Regions from separate parts of the Ovis aries genome. Here region 1 is linked to region 2. Evidence: chromatin contacts called from public Hi-C data. All regions are on one chromosome and are shown on one strand. The core of a region is the stretch at or near the end of the contact, and the rest is flanking DNA. Distances in the headings are between cores, read along the strand shown.

Region 1 (5,328 bases), core at 356-2,855, 1.8 Mb after region 2:
TTCAACCAAAAATCATGTTATATAACCTGGACTAGTAAGCTGACTTGAAGGTGAAATGATCAGGAATGAAAAAAGAATGAGTTGTAAGTAACTCAAATACTCAGCTCACTGGGGTGTGTGTGCTCAGCTCACTGGTGTGTGTGTGTCTGTGTGTGCATACGCATGCTACATGTGTTCAGTTCAGTTTAGTTCAGTTCAGTCGCTCAGTCGTGTCTGACTCTTTGCGACTCCATGAATCACAGCATGCCAGGCCTCCCTGTCCATCACCAACTCCCATAGTTCACTCAAACTCATGTGCATTGAGTCGGTGATGCCATCCAGACATCTCATCCTCTGTCGTCACCTTCTCCTCCTGCCCCCAACCCCTCCCAGCATCAGGGTCTTTTCCAGTGAGTCAACTCTTCGCATGAGGTGGCCAAAGTACTGGAGTTTCAGCCTCAGCATCAGTCCTTCCAATGATGTGTTAGCTACATATTAACTGATTTAATATTCATGAACTATGAGTTGCACACTATTATTACATTATTCCCATTTTAGAAGAGAGGATACTAAAAGCATAAAGAGACTAACTTGCCCAACATGACCCATCAAAAAATACCAGTATGAATAAAGTATGGACTTCAGTTAACTTTGTAAAATACAAATGACAAATTAAAATGATATACTCTTCAGTTCTAATGGAGGTGGTTGAACCTATTATACAGAGCCTATTATACAGTGTGAAGTCAGAAAGAGAAAAACAAATATCATATACTAATGCAGATATATGGAATCTAGAAAGACGGTACTGATGAAATTATTTGCAGGACAGCAGTGGACACACAGACACAGAGAACAGACTTATGGACAGAACTCAGGGGAGGTGGGGAGGAAGGAGAGGGAGGGATGGATAGACACAGTAACATGGAAACATACATTACCATATGTAAAATAGACAGCCAATGGGAATTTTCTATATGACTCAGGGATCTCAAACCTTGGCTTTGTAACAACCTAGAGAAGTGGGATGAGAAGGCAAGTGGGAGGGAGGTTCAAGAAGGAGGGGACATCGGTTATACCTATGGCTGATTCATGTTGATGTTTGGCAGAAATCAACACAGTACTGTAAAACAATTATCCTTCAATTAAAAATAAAAATTTTAAAGTGTATACTCCTTATAAATACGTCGTGGGATATATATTTATTGCGCCTATTAAAAGTCTGGCACATAAAGGGAAAAAGTGCTCTATTCTCAAAAAGTTATTTTCGAAATTTAAAAAAAAATTGATACAAAGAACAGAAAACCGTACCTCCTTTGAGCAATAAAGTCTTGGGGCAAGAGGAGGCTTTCAAATACATCGGTGAGTTAATGATCGAAATTAAATGAGTGCCGAACGCAGCTCTGGAGCCTTGACCTCCAGCCCACAAGTCCTTAGCCACACCTCACCTTTCCTCCTCGTACGTGGGGGCGGTGGACTAGCCAATGAAAGGGCGGTGCTACGTGGGCCTCCCGTGCGCGTGCGCAGCATCGGCTCGAGGATCATTCCCATCCATGCGCTCGAAAGCAACTTCTTCAGTCTGGTCACTGCCAGCGTCAGCGCTACTCCCTCTGCCGTCGCGCCGCCATTTTGAAGACGGGAAGAGTTACGGGCCTGGGACCGCTGGAGGCGGCTGTGGCGGCGGCGACTGGTACGGACGGTTTCCGCCCGCGTTAGCCCCTCCAGATCTGCCCATCTTTGGGCCACAGCTCTGGGTGTTGCCCCTATACTCACAGGGCCCCTGTCGCTGTCCCCGGTCCTGTCACTCTGTCGTTAGGATCTTTTTCGCTTCCTCAACCTTCATCCTTGCTGGAACCTTTGCTCACAGCTTGTTTAGAACCTTGATCGGTGTTAAAATACCTACTTGGAGCCTCAGGACTCCATCCTGGTGGACGGCCCCTCTTTCCTCCCCCGGATCTAGTCGGAGTTGTCTTCCGCAGACACACCGGGCGGGCTGAGAACTGCAAGGCCTCCTGTGGGCAGCGACTTGTGCCCTGTGGGGGCAGGAGGCGAATCCCGGTCTCCTGGGGTCCGGGGACAGCTTGGACTTTGGTCCTGTCGCGGAAGAAGGGACACCCAGTAGACGATGGTGGACATTACCCCAGTGATCTGTTGTTAGAGCTTAATCCGTCACCGGCCTGTTTTGTTTTGTCCTTTCCCAGGAATAACTTTACAAAAGGGAAGATAATTTTCGTCTGCCCTTTCCGCCAGAAATGGCCAATGTGAGTAAATTAGTCTCTTAAGAAGCAGTACAGTAATAAATTATTTTGGGAACTCGTTAAGAAATGGAGGGGCGGGTTTAATTATAATGGCATCGATGGCATAATGTTTCTTGTACTTAGAGAATCAAAAATGTCAAGGGAAACAAGGGGTGTGAAATTAGGTCAATATGCCTTGACGGTAGCCTGAAAACAAACATGTTTCTCAATACTTTTATTTATTTATGCAAATTCCTTTTGAGAAATAAATTCAGTGCCAGCATCCTTTGGGTAATTTTAAAAGAAATTATTTTCGTAAATACTTAGAATCTATTTTTAAGCCGGTTTCTGTTTGGGTAGGTTTTGTAGCAGTTTTAGTATAGGAAGTAACCTTACAAATAACTACAAAATGAGAGCAGGAGAGATTATTCTCATAGGCCAGAGGTATTTATTCACGGTAACTGTCCAGTGATTTCTTAAACGCATCGTGCCATAGGGATCATAAAACATACATGAAAACTATTACAGTAAGAGTAGAAACTAATTTTAAAAGTTACACAGAGGTACAATACAGATTCAGAGCTTTGTGGAGAGGGGAAAGTGGGGGTTTGGGTTCATTTAATCAGAGAAACATTTGAATTTTAAAAGATGGGTGAGATTATCTAAATCTCACCCAGAACGGGTATATTCAAAGATACCCCCAGCCCCCCACCCCACCCTCCTTCAGAAATCAAGAAGTCATTTCTGTCTTCTTGAATGTAAGATATGTGAAAAAGATGAGTGGGAAATAAGGTTGGATTGTGGATTTAGGATCAAGTAACAAGGGTCTTCGGAGAAGGCAGTGGCAACCCACTCCAGTACTCTTAACTGGAAAATCCCAGGGACAGGGGAGCCTGGTGGGCAGCCGTCTGTGGGGTCGCACAGAGTTGGACACGACTGGAGCGACTTAGCAACAGCAGCAGCAAGAATCTTGGGGCTTTCCCAGGTGGCTCAGTGGTACAGAATATTCCTGCAAAGCAGGAAACTCGGGTTCCATCCCCGGGTCAGGAAGATCCCCTGGAGTAAGAAATGGCAACCCACTCAAGTATTCTTGCTTAGGAAATCCAACGGACAGAGGAGCCTGTTGGGTTACAGTCCGTGGGGTCACAAAGAGTCGGACGCGACTTAGCAACTAAACCACCAGCAAAGAGTTTTGAATGATAGACTTGGTAATTTGGACTTTATTCTTTAAATTTTGGTGATTTAATTAGAGTTGTGTGTTAGGAAAACTAACATGGTAACGTAACAGTTACCCAGGATTGTATTCTTGTAGTTGAATGTGATACATCAAGTAATAATCTAATGATGAGACTGTAGGGCCAGGGGAGGATGCTTAAGTGTTCAGGTGGACAGAATGCTCTGGAAACAGGCCTTGCATTTTGGAGACATCTGGAGGAGGTTCAATTTATCTGGATGTTGAGGAAAGAGTTGGAATTTGTCCGACCTAAGAGGAGAAGGAAAACGGCTTTTAGTGGAAGAAATCTTACGCAGTATTAAAGACAGAAATGTGGAAATGTTGGGTAGGTATTTTTATGTGACTGAAAAGTGGAGTAAGAGAAGGGAAGATAAAATTAGTAAGAAATTCTGTCAGCGGTAGAAAGACCAATCAAAGAACACACAGGTTGGATTTCAGAATACTATATGAAAGGGAAAAAGAATGATTCCAAAGTATCAATTGGCTAGACTATTTCAGCCTCCCGGTAACTAGTTTTCATACCACCTCTCTAATCCCACTCCTTTCTCTCCTCTACCCGTAGTTGTACATTCCTTAAAACATCTTTTATTTTGATCAGTTAACTCTCTTCCTCCCTGCCTACAGGTTAAAATTCTGATTTATTATCTTGTAATAGGCCCTTTCCTGTCTGTATCACAAAATATAAAGCCTCTTATAGTTGCTCATAAGTTAAATTTCAAGCCTGTTCTTTACTGCATTACTTAACATCCACCTTCAGTGAACCTGTCACTCTTGGAAAACGACCTCCATACCTTTCTTCCTAAAAGGGCTTCATTGAAATGAGTGCCTAAATTTCTGTTTCTTCACAACCCGGTATATCCTCCATGAAACTTTTCCTATGACCTCAAGGATCTCTTAATTGTTAAAATCTTTTAGTAGAATTCCACAGATGATAATGGTATTTGTTCTTACGCGTTTTCCACTAATCTAAGAGTCAGCAGTGTTTTAAAATATAAAGGGCCAGGTAGCAAATATTTTAGGCTTTGTAGGCTAGAGTCTCTGAAATAACTGCAATTATGACAAGAAAACAGCCATAGACAATACATAAATGGGTGTGGCAGTGTTACAGTAGAACTGTATTCACCAGAACAGACAGGAGGCTACAGTCCGCTATAGTTAGCAAACCCCTGCATTAAGTTATTCTGACTTAGCTATTTTGATTAAGTTTATACATGAAAGATGTTCACACATTTATATTGTAACTGACCTGAGTCTAGCAAATGAACCTAGGAGCAGAAAAGGTGTCATGAAGATGTGTGCTAAACTGGAGGAAAGTGGACATTGCCGTAAAATCAAGAGAGCGATAGCATAGGAGATAATCAGTACAATCTGATAGCAAGAAAAGAAGAGTGTGAAAGTAAGTAGGATTTTTTTCCTAGGAGAGGTTTTGAAAGTGCTTTATTTTGAAAATAGAAGAATCTTACTAGCTGTGCCACTTTTTTAGTGTTGCTGCTGAACACAGGACAACTTTTCAAAGTTCCTGTTCTTTCTGTATGGCACTCTTGATTCTGGCCTTGCTAGGAAAGCCATATATTTTTACCCAAATAACTTAGTACTTGTGTGTGTGTTTTTTTAATATTTGTGTTTATTTTTAAAATTATAAATATGTGTGATGCTCATTCTATGGCAGGTGCTCAATAACAGTAGAATCAATGTTGGTTTTAAAAGATACATTGCAATGTGAGGATTTGCCCGAGATTGTCTGTGTTAGTATAACATTTATATCCAGAATAATTTTGGGTTTTGTGTCATTCTTAGGTGCTCTGTAACAGAGCCAGACTGGTTTCCTATCTCCCAGGATTTTGCTCTTTAGTTAAAAGGGTTGTCAATCCCAGAGCC
Region 2 (5,478 bases), core at 1,277-3,776:
AATGACTTCCCGATCCTACATACTCTCAAATACCAAATAGATGATACATGTCGTCATCACATCAAACAGTACTGAAATGTGAAAATGACAAAGAAAAATGGGATAATACCGTTAACACTGCTTACTTACTGATAAGTCTTGAACTATTACACAGTAAAGTTCCTGCTTATATGAACAAAAAGAACTGAAAGCTATAAGAATATTTAAGGTTAGGCAAGGCAGTATCCCCAGTGCCTCAATTATTTAGTCAAAAACAATGTTTAAGTGTGCAATAAACATCTTTAGAGTACTTCCACATAGAAGCACAAAAACAGGGTTATAAAAATAACAACTCAAAGGGACTTTGGAGATTTAGTTCAACCTGTTCATTCCAAAAACAAGGAAATTTAGGACAAGAATATATGTCCTCAGTTTGATGCTAAACTACACAACCTCCCTATAAACAAGCAAACAAGATAAGCATAATAACTGTTTTTTAACCAAGTAAGAATAGCAGAAATATGGGTGAGTGAAGATAAAACAATGAATGTTACCAACACAGTAGATCAAAGACAAAACTATAGAACCATTTAGAAGCACTGTTATATTAAGAGTGAAAGTTTTGGACTCAAGTGGTCACCACAACTAAATTTACACGCGTTGAACTAATTTCTTCTGCAAAGCGCGGATTAAAGAGGAGCCTCAGCTGGACAGGGAGGATTACGTAAGAGAAAACAAGAAAATTAGACATCACTTGATACATTGCAAGTCCTCAAATAGTACTATAATAACCCTGCTGTTATTTTATGTTAGAGTCAAAGTTTTTGAGTTAGTTAGCAAAATCTTACCCCCCCAAAGTAAAAAAAAACTATTTACTATTTACAACAAAGATATGTACCTTTAAAACTTTAAATAGCTGAGGAAGTTTTTTCTCAATTTCTGTAATGATTTCTTTTCCATCTTCTCCAGTCATACGACTTAAAAGCAGAAAGAACATTAAGTTTATGCAATTGGCAGACACAAAAATGAACTATGAAATACCTGCACAATCTTTTTAAACATCATGTTAGAACATTGGCAAATTGATCCAGTACTTAAGATACTTAGGAATATTTAATATGATACACATCTGAAATAAGTGAAGCTTCCCTGATGGCTCAGCAGTAAAGAATCTGCCTGCCAATGCAGGAGACGTGGGTTCGATCCCTGGCTCGGGAAGATTCCCTGGAGAAGGAAATGACAACACACTCCGGTATTCCTGACTGGAAAATCCCATGGATAGAGTGGGCTACAGTCCATGGGGTCGCAAAGAGTTCGACACAACTTAGCGACTAAACAACAACTAAACGTGAATAAGCCTCAGAATAACTTGGGCATCCACACAGTACACGTTTTGACAGCTTCACTAGGTGAAGAAGAAACAAGGAAACCTATCGCTAGTTACAAATTTACTAAAACTTACTAAACACTTATCGTTTTGTATCGATTTCCAAACAACCGACAGATAACTCGGAAAAATAGTCTGCAGGGGAGAAAATAGTGTGAAGCACTTGCGGTTAAATAAAACTCGAGTTATTGCTCTATATTAAAAAACCAATTCCGGGTTTCCCCACTGTCCCGAAATACAGGTGGCTTACACTGAAAAACCACTTCTCTGGCCAAATCCCTCCCAAACTTTTCTTAATCCTCCTCTTACAAGACACACGTGCAGGCTTCCTCATTCCAAACAGACACCGTTGAAGGGCTGCAGCACCTGCACCCCGGAATGTCACCCAGCACGCACCCCCCACCCCACCTCGCCTCACCAGCGACGCCGGCGTCCCCCCGCCAGCTCCCAGGCTTCTTGAATACACAAACTCGTTCGGCGTGCAGCACCCAGACTGTCTTCCCCCCACGACCCCCCAGGGTGCCCCACCCCCAACAGGCCTCACCTGGTCAGGGTCAGGTAAGCGTCGGTCTGCTCTCCAAGGGAGGCGGAAGGGTCTTCCAAAGTCTCCAACAGCGGTGCCAGGGGGCTCTGATCCGCGGCCGTCATGTCGGCCACCCTGAGGCCCGGACCGGAAGAGCAGACAATTCGGTGACCGCTGGAAACCGACCCGGGCGGCCCGGCGTTAGTCCGGGTCCCAGACCCGCGCTCCCGCCGCGGGCTCACAGCCCCACCGCGTCCACACCGGGGCCTCTGGCGCACAAAGCCAAAGGCCTAACCTTCCCCTGAGCGCCGCAACACGCACCCAGAGCCACGCTGCGCTCCGGTCCCGACCCGCTCCCGCCACCACTTTCCCGGGCAGCTTTCAACAGGGGGAGGAGACCAGCGGGGGGCGGGAGAAGCCCGGGGAACGAAGCGTCTCGCCGCGAGGGGGCGGAGATTGACCAGGCTGAAGGTTCCCCGCAGCCTGGCACTGAAACCCCAGCATTCACCCCGACGTACGAGGATAGGCCTGCGTCGTCTCCGCCGCTGCCCTGCAGCACCCGGACGTGGCCACAGCTCCACTTACCCGGTTCGGGCTGTTTACTCCCGCGTGCGGCCCGCTCGGTCCTCGACCAAGATGGCGGCGGGGGCGGGCCCCGGAGCGCGCGGGAGTAAAACAGGCCTAGCGGGAGAGGCTCGAGCCAATCCAACAGGGGGCGGAGTGCCCAAATCATCGATCGCCTCCCTTCCCCGCCTGTTGTCCCTCCCTTCCCCGCCTGTTGTCCCTCCCTACCCCTCAGGTCACCTTGTGGGATGGAGAAGGAGGTTGGACCCAAATTTTACCTTCTAGAGACTTGAAATTCAAAATGTAAGCGGATCGCCAAGTTCACCAGACTAAATTTAGTGGATCTTCAAACTGCAAGTCCAGTATTTGTTGAAGTATTAGCAACAAATCATTTAACGACAGGAGATAACTGTACTGTGATATTTACCAGCAGCGTTTAGGTTCGTCTAGATTCCAACCCTAGTTCCGCGTTACCTTGGCAAGTTAATCAACTTTTTTATGCCTCAACTTCCTCCTGTGTACAATATGGATGATAATAGTACCGATTTCAGGTGAAAGCTAAGTGAGAAAACGTTGAAGAGGCCAGAGGCTCTCATGTTTTAAGTGTACAGTGCAGCAGCAGCAACAATGGCCGGGAGCATATTCACGATTCAACTGCCAGCGTCTGCTCCCCACCCCCTCCAGCCTTAGATATTGTGATTCAGTTGATTTAGGATCGACATTCTTCTAATTGGCCTCAGGTGTTGAAGGGTGGGACTTGATTAACACTTAACACTTGGAGACTTAATACTTGGAGAACCTTATACCCTTAATAAAAGTCCTTGAAAGTGAAGTCGCTCAGTCGTGTCCGACTCTTTGCGACCCCATGGACTGTAGCCTACCAAGCTCCTCAGTCCATGGAATTTTCCAGGCAAGAGTACTGGAATGGGTTGCCATTTCCTTCTCCAGGGGATCTTCCCAACCCAGGGATCGAACCCAGGTCTCCCTCACTCTTTACCGTCTGAGCCACCGGGGAATGAAAGTCCTTACCCTCTTTATAGACCTTTGAGCACTCAAAATTGTATCAACTTTAAAATAGGCATGTAAGGCCCAAGAGCAACTGGTCTTTCCACCCTGGTCTCATGGGTGCAGCCTCTACTTATCCACACTGTACAACTATCAGCTGGACTGAATTCAGGGCTGTGTTATCTGCACCTAGCAAAGCGTCTGCCAAACCAAGCTCTCAGAGCGTGTTTCTTAAACAAAAAGATGAAGGAAAAGAGAGGAGACACACAAGTCCTTGTGAGCCAAGCTGTGGAAATTAAAGATTTTAAGAAATAGTTTAAAGTTGTGTGTGGATGAAATGTAGAGACACTTCAGACATAATGGAGGAGAAAGCTTTTCAATGCAGTCTGATAGCAAATCCTTAAACATTTGGAGGGAAATTTGCTCATTTTCTGCATTTTGGCAAAACACAGATACTTAAGAAGGGAAAGAGGTTATTAGACTGAAATATATGGACAGCATTGCATTGCATTGAGATTTCAGTATTGTGGAGCTCTTGTGTTGGAAAGAGAGAGGATCTTGAAATCCTGTTATTTTTTATGAAGGCTATGAGATTAGTGGAAAAAACATTAACTTTGTCTGGAGACAAATATTCAGTACCTCCACCCAGCTGGTGTGCCTTGCTCGGTTTTTCTCTTCTTTCTAACACTTATCACACTCTGATATTTCATTGTGTATCTATTTTTTTAATTGTCTGTTTCTCCCTACTAGAATATCAATCCTATGTGTATAGGGCCTTTGTTTTATTCTTTTTTTTTCCCTAATTCCTCATTTATAATTAAAGAGGTTGAGATGGTCTTCTTGCTCCTCTTTCAAGTGTGTACAACCATGCTCTTCCTGAGATGTTTTGTAATATTTTATCATTGTCACTCTCACACCCGAGATCCTTTAGCAGTTCCCATCAATCACAGGATGAATTTCAAAATTCTTGGCATAACACTGCTTCACCTCCAGCCTGAGCCCCGCTTCAGCCAGATACTAAACAATCTGCCAAAATCTGTAAATTTTCTGTGCCTTTGAAGGTCTATGTTATTCTTTGTGTTTAGAACATTAAGTCAATTTTTTAAGTGTGATAAATGTCAACTAAAATATACCTTTTAATGAAATCCTTCCCTTATCTCCTTCATCCCAATGGAGAATTAAATGTTATCTCCCTGCTGGCTCAGAGGTTAAAGCGTCTGCCTGCAATGTGGGAGACCTGAGTTCGATCCCTGGGTCATGCGCTTGAGAAGGAAATGGCAACCCACTCCAGTATTCTTGCCTGGAGAATCCCATGGACTGAGGAGCCTGGTGGGCTATAGTCCACAGGGTCGCAGAGCCAGACATGACTGAGGAACTTCACTTTCACTTTCACTTTCTCCCTGCTGATAGCTCTTTGTATGTAAACCTGTTTAATTATCTTACATATGCCTGAAGTGGAAGATTTGCAGGTTAGCCTGAGGGGTATTGTTCCAGCCATTATCTCAATCATTGCCCCCTCCCTGTTCTTTGGTATTTTCTCAGTCTGATCTAAAGTATCAATACTAAGATATTGCAGCTTTGTCTAGACAAATCTCATTCATCACATAGACCCTTCTCCAGACATCTTTCCAACTAGACTGCTATACCCAAGCTTCTCTATTATAGGAATTCTGAAGCAACCACCATGAACTGGCTCCCACTGAACTTTATATTACCAGACACCCAGAGGATATTTTGTTTTAGTTTATCAATTTGTCCATGTATTAACTCATCCATCTTTCATCTATTCATTCAACTAATTTCTATCTTCTCTGCCTCTCCAAATCCTGTATCTCTGTCTCTCCTCAGAACATGAAGGTCTTGCACGGTCCCATCACTTCATAGGAAATAGATGGGGAAACAGTGGAAACAGTGTCAGACTTTATTTTGGGGGCTCCAAAATCACTGCAGATGGTGATTGCAGCCGTGAAATTAAAAGACGCTTACTCCTTGGAAGAAAAGTTATGACCAACCTAGATAG

The links. Hi-C and Micro-C count contacts between places; a contact is called where the count stands out from the background.
Region 1: a contact with region 2 is called in a Hi-C map of hypothalamus, with 7 times the contacts expected there. The contact joins the promoter of MMADHC here to the promoter of RIF1 in region 2. A contact is called at or near these places in 2 of 16 Hi-C or Micro-C datasets (hypothalamus and omental adipose tissue).

The regions. Positions count from the first base shown.
Region 1 is chr2:159,884,908-159,890,235 of ARS-UI_Ramb_v3.0, forward strand. MMADHC (metabolism of cobalamin associated D) reads left to right here and starts at 1,606. Exons shown (of 8, transcript XM_012137855.3): 1 at 1,606-1,669; 2 at 2,181-2,240; 3 at 5,248-5,328. The coding sequence starts at 2,232. It overlaps LOC121818714 (a long non-coding RNA gene), which reads right to left and starts at 1,458. Exons shown (of 9, transcript XR_009599342.1): 1 at 1,291-1,458.
Region 2 is chr2:158,107,739-158,113,216 of ARS-UI_Ramb_v3.0, forward strand. It overlaps RIF1 (replication timing regulatory factor 1), which reads right to left and starts at 2,527. Exons shown (of 35, transcript XM_060409973.1): 1 at 2,475-2,527; 2 at 1,911-2,024; 3 at 878-956. The coding sequence starts at 2,014.